Linked DNA regions of Rattus norvegicus: region 1 is linked to region 2. A link is a contact called in public Hi-C data. All regions are on one chromosome and are shown on one strand. The core of a region is the stretch at or near the end of the contact, and the rest is flanking DNA. Distances in the headings are between cores, read along the strand shown. Region 1 overlaps Prtg (protogenin). Region 2 holds the start of Prtg (protogenin).

Region 1 (3,669 bases), core at 457-2,956, 80 kb after region 2:
GCCTTGCTGCACCGTTCATGCGGTTTGAGCCGGGTGCCCATCAGTACTTTGGCCATCCCGGGGTGGGGGTGGGGAGGGAACTTGGTGGTGTTTGGGAGAAATATAGAGTGAAAACTTCCTACTAAGCCAGCCTGCTACAGTTTGCATTTTGTAGGTTTAAATAAAGTGCAAAAATAGACCGATGATCAGAACTCACAGAACTGGGATTGTTAAAAACCGTTTAGTGGAGAGCTGGCTGTGGTAGTGCACATCTTTAGTTCCAGCACTCAGGAGGCAGAGAGGCAGGGGAATCTCTGTGAGCTCAAGGCCAGCTTAGTCTCCAAAGAGAGTTCCAGGACAGTCTGGGCAGCACAGATATACTTTCTTAAAAAACAAACAAACAAAAACAAAAAATCAAACGTACAAACAAAAAAATTATTCATTTTTTTTCTTTTACTCTTGAGACAAGGTATCAGTTGTGCATCCCAGGCTGGAATCACCATCTCCTGTCCCCAGTGCATGGCCCTAAATGTTTTCTCCTTAAAGTATTTTATTCCTGACTTTTTGTGCTAGTTAGGTGTTTGTTTGTTTTAACTTCAATCTGAGAGGGAAAAAAGCCCTTAATTGAGAAAGTGCTCCCATCAGATTATCAGATTAGCCTGGAGACAGGGCTGAGGCAGCTGTGGCAGGGATGCCTAGCCTAGAAGTTGAAAGTCAGCAGCCCTTTGCCACCCGAGTCCTCTTCCATTTGTGTTGGTTACCCCAGGGTGAAATAGGGAGATTTCTAGCTGCCTCTCAGTGCTTCTCAACAAGCCCATGTAGCCGGCCACCTTGTGTGTGTTTACAATACAGTTTGCAATGCCCAGCCTGGCTGCTCGCCGCTCTCCCCGGTCTGTCCCCAGCCTGACCATCTCTCATTTAACCTCACTACAGCAAACCTGTCCTCCTGCATCACTGGTCCACACTCATCTCCTGGCCCTCTCCTTCCCACGTCTTCTAAGGGGCAGCTTCTCAAATGCCACCTCTCTGATGCCTCTTTGTGCTGAATTAGAATTAGAACTAGTTGTTCCCACTTGTAAATACTGTCCGAGCTTTAGCAAATGACTTTGCATCAGTTAGGCTTATCTTGCATGGTATCTCTTTCTACTGTTGTCACAATTCCTTAATATCTGGTGTTCTAACCTTGCAGACGGTGCTGAGGAGGAAACAGCGACTCCCACAGCAACAGTGCCACTTAGGCCTGAACCCGAATCCCCAGTGCCCAAGCTGTTTCTCTACCCTGCACGTTTGCTGTATAGCAGCCAGCACAAGCCAAGTGTTTTTCTGAATATTTTACAGTATAAACACTTTTAATCCCTTTATAGGTGATACCATGATCCAAATTTATATAGGCTTAATCCTGGACTCGTGTGTGTGTGTGTGTGTGTGTGTGTGTGTGTGTGTGTGTTGCGTACATACACATATGCACAGATACTTGCAGAGACCAAAAAAAAAAAAAAAAAAAAAAAGAAGGAGGGATTGGATCCCCTGGAGCTGGAGTTATGATTGGGAACTACCAATGTGGGTGTTGGATACAAAAGTTTAGGTTCTCTGAAAGAGCAGTGATCTTAACCGCTGAGCCATCTCTCTAGCCCCCAGCCTTTATGTTTTACTCCTTGATAGTTAATTCAGACTGTGGTTTGGTGAAATTTACTCAGCAGCTGAATTCCGTTGGACCTTCTTTCATTGGCCTGTTAAAATCAGTTGGTGTCTGAGTCCCTCCCATTCCAGTACAGAGCCAGCATCACTCTCCTGGTGGACTCACATGCACGCGCCACCTAGTGGTGCTACGAGAAAGTTGCAGGTTTTTCTAATAAAACTGGAGAAAGGCAAGCATTTTAGCGGGGCACGCCACAGTGAAAAAATGGGCATATGGTACCAAAATCTTTAATAGATAATGTAATAATGCAGTTGTTGTTCCAGAGACACAGTCCAGCAGTTAAGAGCTCGCCTGCAGGGTTGGGGATTTGGCTCAGTGGCAGAGCGCTTGCCTAGGAAGCTCAAGGCCCTGGGTTCGGTCCCCAGCTCCGGGGGAAAAAAAAAAAAAAAGAACCAAAAAAAAAAAAAAAAAGGGCTGGGGATTTAGCTCAGTGGTAGAGCGCTTACCTAGGAAGCGCAAGGCCCTGGGTTCGGTCCCCAGCTCCGAAAAAAAGAACCAAAAAAAAAAAAAAAAAAAAAAAAAAGAGCTCGCCTGCATGTCAGAGAATCCAAGTTAGTTTGGCTCCCAGCAACCACGCTGTGTGCTTCACAACCTTACCTGTAACTCCAGCTCTAGGAGAGCTAATACCCACTAATGGTTTCCAAGGATACATGCACAAATCCACTTATACCCATACACAGACACATGAATAAAATAGGATACAAATTAAAGGGGAAAAGAGATGTGTTAGCACTCCATTATTGTTAAGTCATATTTCATTAAGGTGGTATTGGACTGAGTGGAATTAGTCCCACCGAGTACCGGCTTATGACAGTTTTGCTATTGTAGAAACTAGCACTCTATTGGCCTCTGCTTTTCTTCTAACTTGAATACAATTAACTAATTCTAAAATCCGGATATAGCTAACAGATTGGATTAATCTGGGGTCCATCTGCTTGCTGTTTCTAGTGCTAACCCTCAAATGCTTCCCCTCTTATGAAATACTTTGCCTTTCTTTAGTTGGGAACACATCCACTGGCTTGCTTTCCAACTCGTTTATTGTCTTCAGGGCTGTTAAATGAGAGCTGCCATGACTCATTTGGGAGAGTGGGAAAGCCACGCTCTTCCTGTTGACCTTCTTACACTTCTTACTCTTACATGCATGTCAGACACAGCAGGGAACTGTTACCTGCCCTGCGTGCCAGGGAAAGCTGATGAGGGCAGTGAATTGAGCTCAGCTTGAGGATTTGCTCCTTGCTAATTTCCTGCTATCCTGGACTCTGGACCAGCTTTATATAAGCAGATGTCTTCGGTCTTTAAACACCCCGAAAGATGATTTGTGATAAACCGAGCTGAGGCTTTGTGCCCACCCTGTTTCCGTTTGCAGTGCAGGGACCACCTTCTCTCTTTCTTGTCACTTCCCTCACCTAGCAGCAGTAGCAGGCTGTGTGTTCATCAATTCCCAGGGAGTGCAGAGTGTTCTAACAGGCTAATTTCACTTGATAATCATATAATGTCTATCGGTGAGGTCCCCTTGTATCTCCATCTTCCTAGTGGAAATAAGTAAGGTTTAGACGGAGAGGAACTTGCTTGGATCTATATAACTAGTAACTCCTATAGAATGTCTGTGCGTATTTTGTTTCAGTTTGAGTCATGGTCTCACTGTGTGGCCCTGGCCGGCATGGAATGTGCCTTGTAGAGCAGGCTCTCCAGCTTCAGAGTTCTGTCTGCCTCCGCCTCTGCCTCCTGGGTGCTGGGATTAAGTGTGTGCACCACCACATGTACAAGAACGTGGGTTTTTATTTAGTATCTCCTTTGGTGTATTCCCCACGAAAGCAGAAGCTGGCAAGATGGCTCAGTGGTTAAAGCATCTGATGGGAAGACTAACAGCCTGAGTGTGACCCCAGAACCACATGGCTGTTCACCGTGGCATGTGTGCACCTACACATATGTACACATGCACACGAAATAAAACATACAATGTGACAGAATATCTTAAGGAAAAGCAAGGG
Region 2 (3,388 bases), core at 753-3,252:
CTTCCTGCCTCCAGGTTCCTGCTCTGACTTCCCTCAGTGATGGACTGTTAGCTGTGAGATAAAATAAACTTTTTTCCTCCTCCCGCCTTCTCTATTTACCTCACAGGTTCATCACGGGAGGCCAATGGGTACATATGAAAACTTTTGAAACACTGTGGATAATATACACGGTCAGAGGAACTCTACTCCTGTCCGGTGGTGCAGTAAATACACGTTCAACTTGGTTTAGCATGCAAACACTATTCCTCAAAGCAACACCATGTCCCAAGTCATTAAAGGTCCCTGGCTGAAACGGAATAAAAACATTTTAGTAACACATCTTATCCAGGAAACAGAAATACTTGGGGTCGACTGGAACTAAGAACAGGAAGTCCAGAGGGAGAAGAAAAAAAAATCATATAATAAAGAAGAATCTAGCCAGTCTGGGAAAACTGACTCAAGCCTATGCTAGGCCAGCCTAGACCACATACAAGTGAGGTCCATGTTTGTCTGGTCTACAAAGTGAGACCCTGCTTCAAGACAACCTAAACAAAAATGTAAATTAAAAGTCAGTAGTTACTTTTTGTTTCTCCACGAATTTATATTCTGAGGTTTAGAAATTGTTCGAACTCATCTAAATTATAAGGCGAGTTTGGACGCAACAGAGCCAAGGGTGCTGTTGTTTTACACAGGGTTAAAATGAAATTGCAAAGTAGATTGACTTTTCTTAAATTTTAGGGTAAGTAGTGAGAGAGTCCTAATGGATTTCCAAAACCACACTCCTCTCTCCCACTCCCCCCTCCCCCCACGCAATCCGGAGGATTCCTGGAACTTGCTAAAGGCAGTTAGTGACAAAAGCTAGATTTCCGTCAGCGGCTTTAATTAAAGTTAGCTTTTAGCCTGTGCCCTCGTCATGTGCCAAAGATTTAGATCGGGATTAGCAAACGCTAATCCACGTGTAAAGGCTCTGTAGGCTCCATACGGTAGCCCCCCCTGTTAGCCCGCCCTCTTTAAATGTACGTTTCGACTCCTCTGGGTTATCCTTAATTAATTTCAAGAGCTGTGAACAAATTCCCATCGTTGGTGTCTTCTTTCATCAGCCTAACTTTTAAGCAGGTAACCCACCAAAGTCTGGCCTAGCACAGCAAGCTCTGCACAGCCCCTGATCTCGCTTCTGCTCTCAGAACAGGGCCCTTTCTGCGCTTAGTTCTCACACATTAAAAACTTAATTAACTTGAAGCAGAGTTAAAACGTCTCCCCACTCCCCGAAAGTAACTGCTAATTCTAGGGCTCTCTAAGATGATTTTGAAGCCACGGCTGTATCTGATGAGACCAGAGAAGATAAGAACATTCTCCAAATGTGGGTGGTAGTTGGGGGGTGGGGGTTGTCGCCATAGGATGCCTCCAGGGGCGCTGACAAGCCTCAGAAGTAGGAACTGGGCTTCCCTGAACAGGGCCTGGGCGGGTGAACAAGGCAGGGGGATGGGCAGGGGGCCATCAGGGGAGAAGTCTCCGGCCTTTCCACATCTCTCAACACCATCCCTCCACCCCAACCCCCTCCTCCGTGCAGAATCCTCAACTGGCCCGTAGGAGGGAGAAGGGCCCCGGGGGGCTGGCCGCGGCCAGGAGGATTGGCCTTTGTGGCCCGGTGGCCGGCCGTGGCGCGCAGGCCGAGGGGCGGGGGCTTGACCCCCAGGTGCATTGTCCGGCGGGGCCCTCCCCCTGTCCCCGGGGTCGTCCAGGCGATCTCAGCGTGTCCCTCCGCCAGCAGCTCCGACCTCGCCGTGCGGGGCCCAGGGGCCAGATGTAGAAAGTAGTCCCCGGCCGGCCAGGCTGTCCACTGCGCCGCCCTCTACAGCCTCCCTCCGCCCCCGGCTGGACGCGGCGCGCGTGGTCCCCGCGGCCTGGCGCACTCGCGGGGCTCCGTGCGCCTGCAAGCGGCGCGTCGCCTCGCCACGCCGGAGCAGCGGGTTGCAGCAGGAGCTGCGGGTCCAGGAGAGCAGCGGGAGCAGCGGGCGCGGGCGAACAGCCCGGGAGCATGCCCGCGCAGCCCCGCTGAATGGCGCCTCCCGTGCGCCCGGGGATGCTGCCCCTGCTGCTGTTGCTGCTACTGCCGCCGCTCGGCTCGGTTCCAGGTGGGCGCGCTCCCCATGCGAGTGTGCGCGACCGTGCGCGGGGAGGGGGACGGGCTGGGATGCCCGGGGTGGTGTGACCGGCCAGGATTCTCTCGGGATGCGCGCTCTCAGCGCTCCTCGACCGAGGCCGAGTCTCCCTGGAGCCGCTGTCCACTCGCCCTGCTCATGCCATTGTCCGAGCTGCAGCCAGCTGGGGGCTCCGCGCTGCCTCCCCGGCCGCGGCCGCACGTGGTTTTATTTATATTGTTTCCTGAGTGGCAGACTCGCCACGCAGGGGGGCGCCGCGGTTGCGCGCCGTTTCCAGGGATTGCAGTGGGGTTCCTCCAGGTCTCACCCGGGCCGAGCTGGGCGCTCCGCGTTTCCGCAGCTCCAAACTGGGCAAGAAGATGGGAGGATGAAATTGCAAAGAGAAGGAGCTTGAAAGTTGTATGGCCCATTTGTGTCCCAAGAGAGCCAGGGAGAAAGGTGTCTAGCTAGAACTTACTTTCTGCATGTAGGTCTTTGGGGTTCCGGCTAGAGGTCCCTGAAACCTCCAGATTAACCTTGCACAAACTTGCATGAATTTATTTATTTCCCTTTCTGCAGTTTCTTCAAGGACAGAAAAATGAAAAGTGAATATATTAGGGAAAGGAGGGTCTTTGACGAAAGGGGCTTGAGTTATTCATTTGTAAGTTACAATCAGTGGTTTCTCTTCCTCCTCTTTTCTTTCATTTTTTTTCTTTCTTATCTTTTTTTTTTTTCCTGGAGGAGTTAGTTTCAGTTAGTAAGAGAAAGGATCAAAGTGGGATGCGGCTCAGAAACACAATGGGCGTCTTCCGGAGTAGTGCGTGCTGCACGGGGCTGTTGGGGTAGCCGCCCAGGGCAGACCTTAGGGGAAGTCTGCAGACTCAGACTCTGAGGTTTTCAGGATCAGTCTTGATCAGAAACAAATGAATCATTGCTAGGTATATGTAATCAGGGCCTCGAACTGACCAGAAGAAGTGTTAAAACAAATCTCTCACCAAGACCCCTAATTTTTTATTGGCTCAGTTCAACATGCGACGGCAGGAGGCGACGAATGCTTTATTCTGGGGGACTTTAGGGCTTGTGTATGATTGGATAAAGCATTTCCTCTGCTCTGATAAAAATGTGTATTGGTTGATTAAGCAATCTCCTATCCCTCTTAGACAGTAAGGACCAATTAGTCACGCATTTTTTTCCCCAACAGTTGGTAGCACTAAAACATTGAAATAAAGGTTTCCTAATCCGATCACCCACTGAGTACAAGCGGCGAG

Evidence for each region. A called contact is a pair of places that touch in the nucleus more often than the background predicts.
Region 1: a Hi-C map of frontal cortex shows a contact between it and region 2, with 2.4 times the contacts expected there. The contact joins the enhancer-like site here to the promoter of Prtg in region 2. A contact is called at or near these places in 3 of 12 Hi-C or Micro-C datasets (Schwann cells, frontal cortex and prefrontal cortex) and 1 of 1 datasets of contacts at active chromatin or transcription factors (oligodendrocytes).

What each region holds. Positions count from the first base shown.
Region 1 is chr8:82,507,200-82,510,868 of GRCr8, forward strand. The region is part of intron 11 of Prtg (protogenin); the gene reads left to right. Among named protein-coding and RNA genes, the nearest start is that of Pygo1, 38 kb to the right of the region's middle. Within about 2 kb of position 1,707, at least 30 of the 93 cell types and tissues checked have an H3K27ac peak or open chromatin away from gene starts, as enhancers often do.
Region 2 is chr8:82,427,130-82,430,517 of GRCr8, forward strand. It overlaps Prtg (protogenin), which reads left to right and starts at 2,003. Exons shown (of 20, transcript NM_001037651.2): 1 at 2,003-2,114. The coding sequence starts at 2,039.